Regions from separate parts of the Callithrix jacchus genome. Here region 1 is linked to region 2. A link is a contact called in public Hi-C data. All regions are on one chromosome and are shown on one strand. The core of a region is the stretch at or near the end of the contact, and the rest is flanking DNA. Distances in the headings are between cores, read along the strand shown. Region 1 overlaps CYP26B1 (cytochrome P450 family 26 subfamily B member 1). Region 2 overlaps LOC103787887 (a long non-coding RNA gene).

Region 1 (5,430 bases), core at 2,682-5,181, 200 kb after region 2:
GGTGGGGACAGGTGAGTGAGCCCTCCTCGGGTAAAACATCCACGGAGCAGGGCAAGGAGGCCCTGCGTGGAGCACAGCTGGGTTCACCAGGCGCAGGGGGAATGGGAGGTGATGCAAAGTGCCAGCAGCCTGAAAAGGCTGGGGGTGCGGGAGGAGACCCCACATCCAAATCTCCCCTGCTCTTCCCCAAGGGCTGAGGCTGGCATCAAGCAAGTGGTTTCCCCTTGCGGGCCTGCGTTTCCTTAGATGGCCTCCCAGGGATATTGGGACCAGGACATGAAATGAGATCACTCCCAGGCCTGAGCTCCCTGCGGGCCAGTGGGGAGAGGAGGGTGCCCCATTGCATCCTGCACAGCAGGGGCAGGGACATGGACTTTGCTTCCAGTTTCACCATCTCCAGCCACCACTCAGAAAGCCTGTGTGGGGCAAGACTAGAGGTGGGTAGAAAGGGCCCAGCACATTTCTGCCGGGGAAAGCTCAGAATGGAGTGTGGATACTGGGGCTGCCAGCAAGGGGCAGCCCCACCCACATGCAGGATCTGAATGTGCCCCCACCTTCAGCTCCTGCATAGTCATCTCCTTCCCGTGCTCCTTGCTGCTCTCGATGAGGAGGTCCAGGGCGTCCGAGTAGTCCTTGCCCTGTGTGCATTGCAGCTTTTCCCGGATTGCCTTCTCTAGCCCCTTCTGCAGGATCTGCCGGGCCTGAATGCCCTGCAGGGAGAAAAGGCTGTCACCCACATGGAAGGGCGGGCTCCCATCTGAGCCTCGGGATCACCAGGGAAGACTCCAGCCTCCTCCTACCCCACACTGACACCTCTCCCCTCTGTCATGGGCCCCATGCTTAGGTGCCTATCTCAGGGTCAGCCACCCACCCCCAAAGAGGAGGCTCACGGGTGCCCCTGCCCCTCTCCTCCCAGGCTCCAGGTGCTCACCCGCCGGTAGCCGCTGAAGGGCAGGTCGACAGGCAGGGAGAAGACATTCTCCACAAACTGCTGGTAGACCTCAAAGAGGTGCCCAAGGTCCTCCTCAGGGATGCTGAAGCCCAGCAGCACCCGGATGGCCATGCGGAAGGTCAGCTTCTGTGCCTCCTGGTACACGTTGATGGCCTCAGGGTGGCTGCTCCAGGCACGCAGTGTGTCCTGGATCACCAGCTGGATCTTGGGCAGGTAGCTTTCCAGGGCCTCATGGCTGAAGATCTTGGAAAAGACCTGGAAGGCAGAGAGGCAGGTGAGTGAGCCAGCTGGCACAGCCTGCCCCTGGCCAGCCCCTCACTCTGCCTGAACGATGAATGTGACCAGGGAGAACTTCAGTTTCCACACAATAGCAAAGCCTTGGGAGCTGGGCAGGCCAGCTGCCATCACGTCTTTGGGGGATGTGGCTTTCGAGGGGCACAGGTGGGGGCTGAGCGGGCCAGAGCAGGGAGGCTGCCCTTACACTGCAAAGCCCATTTCGGAATCGGAGGAAAAGGGCAGGCGTGCTGGGAGAAGTGGAGCACAGGCGTCAGACTGCACAGGGAAGTAGGGACGGCCCTCGGGGGAAAGCCACTCCATGGATGGGGCAGCAAGAAAGCCTGAGACTAGACCTCAAACAGGACTTCCTCAGAACCAAAACTTATCACTTGCGGGAAACACCTACTGGGTGCAGATTCTAGGATTATTAACAGCTGTGCCATTAAAAGGCCTTCAGTGAGGCCAGGTCCAGAACCAGGGGGGTTGGGGGCAATGGCTTTCCACCCCCAAAGATCATAAAGACAAACAAAAGCCCTGTGAATTCCCAGCATCTTCCAGGGACACTGGAAGCGGCCAGTGAGTCCTATTTCTACCTCCCTGCCTTCCATCCTCCTGACTGGCTCTGCAGCCCCCTCGCCACCCCTCCTCACCCAGGTCTCCCAGCACAAGTTTTTCATGTGTGGAGGAGAGGGGAGGATGTTAAGTTTATTTACCAACAGCCCGTGGGTCTTACTTGCAAGCAGCAGCCTCCATCCCACCAGAGTTCAGATGAGAAGGGCGAGTGCCCCCTGCTACCAGCACCAAGCAAAGGCCGGGAGGGGAGGGACAAGCAGAAGAGGGAGCCCCCCACCCCACCCCATACAAACCACACACACGCGCTGCCCTCCCCCTCCTGCCCCCCAGACACAACCACCGCACAAACTGTAAATGTGAGAATTTCCCCTGCAGTCAGCTCAGGGAGGAAAGGTAACATTTTCCTGGCCTGGGCCCTGCATGGCTAATGGGAGGGCTGGTTTGCAGAAATAACAGTGCTGGCCCTTCAGTGGCCCAGTCAGACATTCACAATAGCACTTTCATTCCGAAATTCCCGGTGGAGGGAGGGAGGGAGGGAGGGCAGGAGGCCGGCAAGGGGCAGAGAGGCCTGCGCTGTTTGGGGCAGGCCTGCTACAAAGCGACAACTGAGAGGTAGAAGGATGATAGGAGGTTGCCTAGGTCAGCCTAGGCCCAGATGGGTCATTCACACCTTGCCCAGTTTTGGGGGTCACAGGGAATTTCCAGGGGACTCTAACTGCTGCCTCCTTTCAGAGTGATGTATAAAGGCAGTGCTTGTTTGCTTCAACCCCCAACCCTCGTGTCCTTAGGATTCCAGCTTCAGCCTTTGGGCAAATGAAGGGTCTTGGGAAAATGGGAGGGCGCCCTTACCCTGGAGCCCAGCACCAGCCAATGAAGCACCCCTTACAGACAGGAGAGAGCCACAAGGTGAGCAGACAACGGGGTGAGCAGACAGCCGTACATAGGAAGGGAAAGTGCATCAGGAAATGAGACAGAGGGCAGGAAAATCACTCTGCGGCCACCAGACCTCCATGGCGGGACAGGGAGTCCAGAGGTGGGACAGAGAGGGCCAGAGAGGTCATAGCTGACCCAGAGCCAGCCAGCCGAGGATGGACTAGGGGTTCTGTCATGGAGGGTGCAGGGTAGGGGCTGGCCAGGGCCCCCAGCACATGGGAGACCTGATCCAAAGACAGACGTGAGGAGTGGGGAAAAGGCAGAGGCCACGTCCACCAGGCCCAGCCAAAGTCGGAGTCAGTGGGCTCTTAGGTGCAGTGGGTGATGGAAAAGGGGCTGAGTTGTAACTGTGCATCATCCAGCAACTTACAGTGTGATCATGGCCGAATGGCCACCTGCTCCCCCAAGCCTCAGTTTCCTCATTTGTAAAACAGTGAGGTGGAGCCAGGTGACCTTTCAATCCACTGAGCACGTCAACATCTGCACCCACCTGCCCCTAAGCAGATGCTATCCCTTCAAAGTGGCCCAGAACTTGGCAATGCTCAAATTCCCTGGAGAGCGCCTTCCAGCCCCCACTCATACACCCAAAACCGACCATAATGTCCCGGGAGGGGCCATCCCAGGGTTTCAAAAGGGGGAGCATGGAGGGCCCCCACCTCACCCATGGACAAGCTCTGCCTTGCCCCATGGGTTCTGTTTCCTGCGCCCTCTAGCGATGGCCGGCTGAACTGCTCCTTCCCAGGCCTTGGGGGCCCTGGAGGGCAGGCAGGGACAGTTCAGGAAAAGAGAAGGCCCGAGGGGGACCTAGAACTGAGAGGAGGACTATGAGGACAGAGGTCCACACATGACCCCCGGGGGGAGGGGTCCATGGGCAAGGCCAGAAGCTGGAATCCTGGAAAAGCCATTGCCACCCAGCACCTGCAGGCCCCTGGGGCTGAGGCTTCTGGAAGAGAAGTGAAGGCAGTTCCAGGACTCTGTCTTTGCCACAGCTGACTTGCTGAGTGACAGCCAGCAGGCCGCTGTCCCTCCTGGAGCTGTTTCCCCACTGGGGTCACTAGAGACCCAACTGGCCCTTCTGAGGGCCTTTCCACTGGGCTGTCCATGACACTTCTCAGAGCCCACCGTGGGGTGGAGAATCCGCCCAAATAAGAAGCCCAGCAAAGGTGAACAGAGGGCACTCCAGCCCCAGGGGCTGGGTTCAGAGGCACCAGGTCCAGGCCCCTTCCTCTGGCCCAGCTGCTCCACAGGCATAGGGGCCTCCCCAGCCTGGGAAGCCTCCAGGGCCTCATCCCTGGGTCTGTGCCCAGGGGTAACAACACAGGCACTTCCGGAAGCTGGGGCAGCTCTGAAACCACCACCCGCTGCGAAGGACAGCGGAGGTGGAGGCGGAGGCCCAGGCTGCGGGCCTGCGTCAGGGAGGGCTGGGTCTGAGGCCGCAGCCTGCTAGGGTCAGGACTGGGGCATACTGGGAAGGTGCCAGGGAGCGGCTCTGAGTGAAGAGAGGAAGGGCTCGGGCCGCAGCTACTTCCCTGACCACAGGCATCGCAGGAGCCAGGCTGCTTTGTTTCCCTCTGGGGCTTCCCTCGGAATTCCCAAAAGTCAGCCAAGAAGGCCGGACAAAGGTCACCGAAAGCCAGCCCAGGCCCAGACCAAACCCTGCAGAGGGAGCGGCAGGTATGGCCTTCCCACCAGGGCTGGTGCGGGGGAGAGCGAGAGCACTGTCGCAGGAGCAGGAGCGCCTGTCCAGGTTTACCTGCTGCAGCCTCAGAGGCTTGGGCAGGAGGGAGGGCACTCGCTGGGAGGGATGGCCTTGGACAACTCCCCTGCCAAGCCCCCAAGGACACCACAGGCTCAGGAGTTCGCACCTTTGCTTCCCTCCTCCCTCTGGAGTGGGAGCTGATCCCACAAGGGTCTGGGGGCACCCCCAGGGGCTGGTGAAGGCTCAGATTCCCCATCAGTATTTCTACAAGTGCCTTCTCCCCGACCGGGTCTCTTCATCCCTCCCACCTCTCACCCAGTGCCCTGGTAGGGAGGTCGCTCTGTGAACCCCTATAGCCCTGCGTGCCACACTTGCTCAGCCACATAGCGCCCCCTTCTCTGCTGGTCGATGTGGACAGATGGACAAACGGATAGGCACAGAAGCCGGCAGAGCTGAAGCAGGGACCCACTGCCTGGGCCAGTGACTCAGACTGGGAGGAATGGAAGCGGCTGCCCAGGAGGGTGGGGGCCCGGGCAGGCCACCCGGCCAAGCCACCGGAGCCTCGGCCTGCGGAGTGGAAAGAATAACAGAGGGCAGGCCGCCGCTGAGGCAGCCGTCCGCACAGGGGTGACGCCAAGGTGTGTACTTTATATTCAGGCAAGGGGGGTGAGAGGACGTCATCTTCCCAGCTGCCTGGCATTTCCACTGGGCCTCAGCTTCACCCTGGCCCACTGGAAATGCCAGGCAGCTTCGCCCAGAATTGGAAATGTCCAATCCGGGTGTGTGGGGCTGGGCACACTCAGTCCCTCTGGTTGCAGGGAGGCTTGCCCAGATCCCCAACAGGCTCCAGCAGTTGGAGCAGAGTGCCTGCCCCCCATTTGACTCCAGCTGTGATTATCCTACCTGGAGACATGCCCCCCACTGCCCTAACTCTTCCACACAGCACAAGGTGGGCAAGACAAGAAAAGGAGGGCAGCACTTGGCAGATACCTGCAGA
Region 2 (5,691 bases), core at 1,561-4,060:
GCTCTTTGAGATACATACCGTTATTACCTCAATTTCCACATGAGAAGGGTTCAGTAAGTTGCTCAAGGCCCCAGAGGCAGGAAATACTAGAACCTAGATTCTTACCAGGCAGTCTAAACCCAGGCCTAACTCTCTGTAGGTGTAAGAGCATAACTTAATCAATAGGCACATACTGCATTTCCACCATGCATTAAGCATTGCGCAGGGCTAGGGATTCAAAAGCGATCTAGACAACATCCTTGCTCCCAGGGTCCAGCCAGCCGATTGGGGTTTACAAATGTATGATTCTAAACCTCACAGTGATGGCAGTAGGTACATGCAGAGCAGCAGGTGGTGGGGCTGAGCGCTGACCAGAGTCCTCAAACCCAGACTCGAACCCTGGCTCCTCTACTTGCTGGCTGGGTGGCCTTGGGTATGTTCCTTGATGTCAGAGGGCCTCAGTTTGTTCATCCATCATTGGGTATAATATTGACCTCGTGGGGATGGAATGAGAACAGATGTGGAGAATGAGGCATGGAGTAGGTCATGTGCTTTGCTGAAATGACAGCAAATATCAAATACAAAAGGCAATGGGAGCCCAGAGGAGCAGCGCTTGAAGTGAGTTTCCAAGGCTGAGCAGTTTGGCTGACAGAGGAGGGTGAGGAGTCCAGCCTAGGAGGGGAACACTGACAAGTCATGGAGATTAATGGGCATGATGCCTGAGAAAGCACGAGGCGGGAGGAAAGGAGCTCAGTGAGAACCCTGGAATTCCATGGAGCCAGGCACTGCCGTGGGCTCAAGGGCTGGGAAGCATCACCTTCGGAGGGTTTCAAAACCAGCTGGATTTCAACAAGGAAGTAGATGCCACCGAGCATTCCATCAGCATGAGGTCATTCAACCAGATCTCATGCGCCTACTAAGTGCCAAGCATGCTTCTTGAGTTGGTCCAGCCTGGGCTTTTCTTCCTGCCCTGTAGGAGTGTCTCTGCAGCTGCTCACCACACTGTCTTCCCCTCAACGGGACCCAGCCTGCTCCAGCCCCTGCTCTGCCCAGAACATCTGTGAGCAACCTGGTTCTTGTCAGAAGTTTTTGACAAGCTCTGCAAAATCCACTCCTCTTGTGACTCCACCAGACATACCCCCAGGGGAAGAAGGGGCACCCCACCAGGGCAGGAGGTGGCAAGACAGCCTCTGCCCCCTAAGAGGGTGAGTCATTCAGGGAGGGTGCCTGTCTCAGGCATTGTGGAAGATGAGGAGTCTCATGTATCTGCAAACACAATGCCACCTGAGGGCTTGCAGAGCTGGAAGAAGCAGGGCCTCTGCCTCCTCTCTGCCTCCATTTCCAACTTCCAAGTCTTCAAAAGCGACAGCTAGGACATCCTCTGGCTCCCCTCCAGCCAAGCTGTGCCTCCCATACACACACCTCCCCCTGCTCCCTCCTTCTAGAGATAGGGCAGGAACGAAGGCCAGTGGCTCTTCAGGGTGAATGGGGGTTGATGCGAGGGTGCATCTGGCTCTGGTGCTATCTGCACGGATGTGCATTCCTTCCCTAGGCCCCCCACCCACACCCAGAAACATTATCATTCATTCCATCATACACACCGTGGGGGATGGGGGAGGCCATGACAGGTGGGTCAGGAGGGGAGGTGGGGATGGGGTATGTGGTCTTCTCCCAACCCCTCTCCCCCAAAAAAAGACAGATATGTCCCCTCTGAACATGCTGGGGGAGATTATTTTAACAAGCACTTTTGTACCAGGAAATCAGTGTGTTTAACCTAACAAGCAAAGAACAGCCCAGCGGGGCCCATAAATCTAGTTCCCACCTATTAATTTTACAGCCTACATAAAGCAGTGTTGAAGTCCAAAGTATATGTGACCTAAAAAGGCATTGCTCATTCTGACACATATACGACGTGGCCAGGACTCGAACCCTGACCCTGACCCTCACTCCAGGAAGCCAGCTCCCAAGCCTCACAGAGTGCAGAGGCTCATTCTGCAGAAACCCACCCGGGCTCCCTGTGGAAGAGCAGGACAGCTGGAGGCAACAACTGTGGAGAGGGCTGGAGGACATGGGCACCGCTGAGGCAGGTTAGAAAGGATGCCCTGCTAGAGACGCCAACTGCGCCCAGAACTGGCGTGTGCAGTTGTGCTGGTTGGTCACTTCCCAAAGGCACCCAGATGAGAGGACAAGTGGAGGCTGAAATCCAACCTGCACCCCATTTACCATGCCTGTCCCATGGGGGCAGGGCTGCTTCTGCCCAGAGAGGGGCCTTTTAAAAAAATCCATGCAAATGTACTACACAGATTGTCAGCTGCCTTGGATAAATCTTCCTCCCCATTCTGACTGTTTCAAATATTGACCCCTACCCAGTGACTCACTGTACTCTCAAAGCAATTACACAGCCCTCCCTCCAGGGAACTCCATGACCACTGTTGACAGCTACCATCAGTTCCATGGCATAACTCCCAATCCCAAGCATGATTTAATAGGGTCACCCACCACACAATACCACAACTGGGCTACTCTGGCCACCCATAGCAACTGCACATTGATCCCCACAAAGTTATTAGGACGAGAACAACCTCGAAGCTAGTCAGCTCAATCCCATTCTGACCCTGTAATAGAGGAAACAAGCTGAGGAACCTGAATCCCAGCTACGCACTTACTGTACCCCTGGCCACATGTGATTCGTTCCCCAAGCCCTAGTGCAGAGCGGTGCTCAGTGCTTGTTGTTTTGCCCCTTCAGACCCACGCCCCACCCTGCTCCACCCTGTCGGTACCCAGGAGGCACACCACCCCTCCCTGCCCTCTAGCTCAGCTGGGGTTCCCAAATTGAAGCCCCTACTGGTGAGCTAAGGCAGGGAACCCCCACTGCAGAGGCACGCGCTCTCCGTCCGGGCGTTTCCTTTATCTCCGGGAGTCCTGTGGAATTCATGCTCCACAGTCCATCTTTGTTAGCTTTACCACTGAAGTGTCTTTCTGGGGCTGGGTTCCTAGGAGGAGGCCTGAGACACAGGTGTGAGAGCAAGTCCTTGCACTTGGGCTGTGATCCCAGGAAACATCACCATGGGGCAGCGGCACTGTGAGCTGGTGAAGGAAGGAAGGAAGCCGCCTTGGGTAGATAAATGAGCAAGAGACTGCTGCCCGCAAGGCACTCAGCCAGGCTAAGGCGCCGAAGCCAGGGTATTTATCTACCAATTCCTGCCTGTCTTTGCGATGGGCTATCACTGGGCATTGGCTTCAGGCCCTTGTGGCTTGTCAGTGCAGACTGAGCCTGCTCTCCCAGCCAACACCCTCAGACAGAGTCACAGGTGCTGCAGCACAGAGCTGTCAGTGTATCAAGAAGTGTGAGGACCAAGGGTGTGTGGGCAGCAGCATTTGCTACATTGTTTTTGCCCAGATATTCAAGTAAGTTCGATCCTTGAATCCCCAGTTTCTGCATTCCCTAAGAAGCCCAGTTTGAGAAGTCTATTCAAGGACTTGCCACTCGAAACGAAGCCCTGACTCCATAAACTCCCTTTTTGCCAGTTCCTATGACCCATTCTCACCCTCGTGGTCCCACAGTGACCTGTAACCCCACTGCATGTGGAACCCTGGCCCAGGTCGTCAGCTCATTCTGACTCAGCCTCCAGGTTCTGCTCATGAGGCTTCCTTCCTCTAGGAGGCTTTCTTGGGAGACTCCTCATTCACTTTCCCTGACTTCATGCACACCCTAACCCTCCAACTGAGCCTCAAACACACACTACTTAATCCCCAAACACAGACTGTCTACTCCAAATCTGGCTGTACCCTGACCCACAAACCTATGAACACAATAAGCAAACTGCAAGCCCAGCTGCACCTTGAATCCTCAATCACAAGTGACCCCGAATCATGCTTATCCCTCAATTCCAACTATACACTGGTTTCATCCTTAACCATACACTGGCCCAAGACAGCCACACTGGAACATTTAGCCTGGGCACATGTTTCTCCCTGAACTCAGTCACACATGGCAATGCCCCAACCCCTAATACACATCGGCTCCCTGTCCCAGGCAACACACACGCACACCCTCTCAGTTCTAGAAGACACTGATCCACCGAACCCCAGCTCTGCCAGCTGCCCAGCCACAGGCTGACCCCAATCTCAATCATGGCCTGTCACTCCCATCTCCAGCCTCCCATGGATCCTACCCCCTAATTAGAGCCCCTGGCATAGACAACCCCCAAGTTAAATACTCACTGACTCCATGAGCCTTACCAAACAACGACCTCAATCCCAGCCAACACAAGACCTTAAAACAAGGCTACACTCGTAACCCCAGAACTTCTCCTCATACGCAGCCTTACCAAAGCTGACCCACCAGATTTAACCTTGGACTGACCCTCAGTGTCTTAAGCATACACTCATCTTCAAACCCCATTATCCATGCCCCAATCTCCAGCCCAAGCCTACCTAACAAAGACTTGCCAACCCCAAAGCCACATGTCACAGTAATGCTCAACCTGGTTGCAAGCAGAACACCCCAGGCCAAACCTCACTGCCCCTCCACTTAAAAAGTGGGTACTCTGATGGCAGCCCCAAGCCCTCTCACAGTTCCCTGATCCCGTAGCCACACTGAACTCCCAGCTACCCTGGGCCTTCAAGTCCTCTACACACCTCAACCCACCACGAAACATGCCCAGCCCAGCCTCGTTCAGTGCCCTTCAACCTCACCCACACCCCAAGGGAATTTCATTCCATTCTCACAGAGATGCCCCAAGCTGAACTGCGCCCTTCTTCGCTAGCACAGCATCACCCTAGGGACCCCGCGACCCACACAGGCCCACACACACAGGGATCATGTTCAAAGGGGGACATCTGCAGCCTCAGCATTCAGCAGCACCCCTCCTGGCTCCCGCCACCCTCCTTCGTATTCGTCTCCACAACTCAGGGAAGGCACCAGAAGCTGTTGGCCAGCAGCCCTGGGACAACCCAGTGACATTCTGCCTTTTGTCTGTACCACTCTCTCACTGTCAAGTTCCTCTCCAAAACACTGGCCTGTTCCATGCAGTGTAATTCCCTTGTTCCTGGTTCAGGTCCCCAGGACCGCCTTGGTAGGCTACACTGAGCTTGGTCGTGCTTGTCCACAGCCTGCAGGGCAGAGGGGTCCGGAGCCTGGCAGTTGTCCTGCTCAGTTGCCCACAGGTTTCATGATCTTGACTGGTCACTTCTCCTCTCTGGGTCTCATTTGATCCTGTGCATCGGAGGTCAGGACACTACTTCCTGCAGATCAGAACCCACCTTGCCCACCCAGCAATCTCTTATCCAAGGCTGCCTTTGCACTGCAATGGCAGAGGAGAGTAGTTTCAAAAGAAACTGCGTGGGGCTCAAAGCCGAAAAAGCTGGCAGCCCCCTACCCCGGCTTTGCATCCCCCTACCTTCCTTTTTGAGGGAGTAATCATACTGGAGTGTTCTCCATGTGAAGGCTTGGAGACAGGACACCCCTCTTCCTTCTCTGGGCTTCTCCAAGAAGATGCTCTTTAATAACGTGTTGATTATGCATTATGCTGATAATAAAACCTGTGATTTCCTGCCCCTTGCCCTGTGGAGGAGGGGCTGAAGGAAGACCACAGGGTCAGAGACAAGGCCTCAGGGGTTGGATAGCAATATTGGGATGCCCCAGCCTCTGTTTATTGTGGAGGTTCTTCCAACATTATTGCTTTTGTTTATTGAAACCCAACCCCAATG

What was found. Hi-C and Micro-C count contacts between places; a contact is called where the count stands out from the background.
Region 1: a contact with region 2 is called in a Hi-C map of induced pluripotent stem cells, with 4 times the contacts expected there. The contact joins two enhancer-like sites. A contact is called at or near these places in 3 of 3 Hi-C or Micro-C datasets (induced pluripotent stem cells and skeletal muscle).

The regions. Positions count from the first base shown.
Region 1 is chr14:40,243,445-40,248,874 of calJac240_pri, forward strand. CYP26B1 (cytochrome P450 family 26 subfamily B member 1) reads right to left here. Exons shown (of 6, transcript XM_002757632.6): 3 at 932-1,207; 4 at 555-710. Among named protein-coding and RNA genes, the nearest start is that of CYP26B1, 12 kb to the right of the region's middle. Within about 2 kb of position 3,932, at least 6 of the 16 cell types and tissues checked have an H3K27ac peak or open chromatin away from gene starts, as enhancers often do.
Region 2 is chr14:40,046,376-40,052,066 of calJac240_pri, forward strand. All of the region lies in intron 2 of LOC103787887 (a long non-coding RNA gene), which reads left to right. Among named protein-coding and RNA genes, the nearest start is that of CYP26B1, 210 kb to the right of the region's middle. Within about 2 kb of position 2,811, at least 3 of the 16 cell types and tissues checked have an H3K27ac peak or open chromatin away from gene starts, as enhancers often do.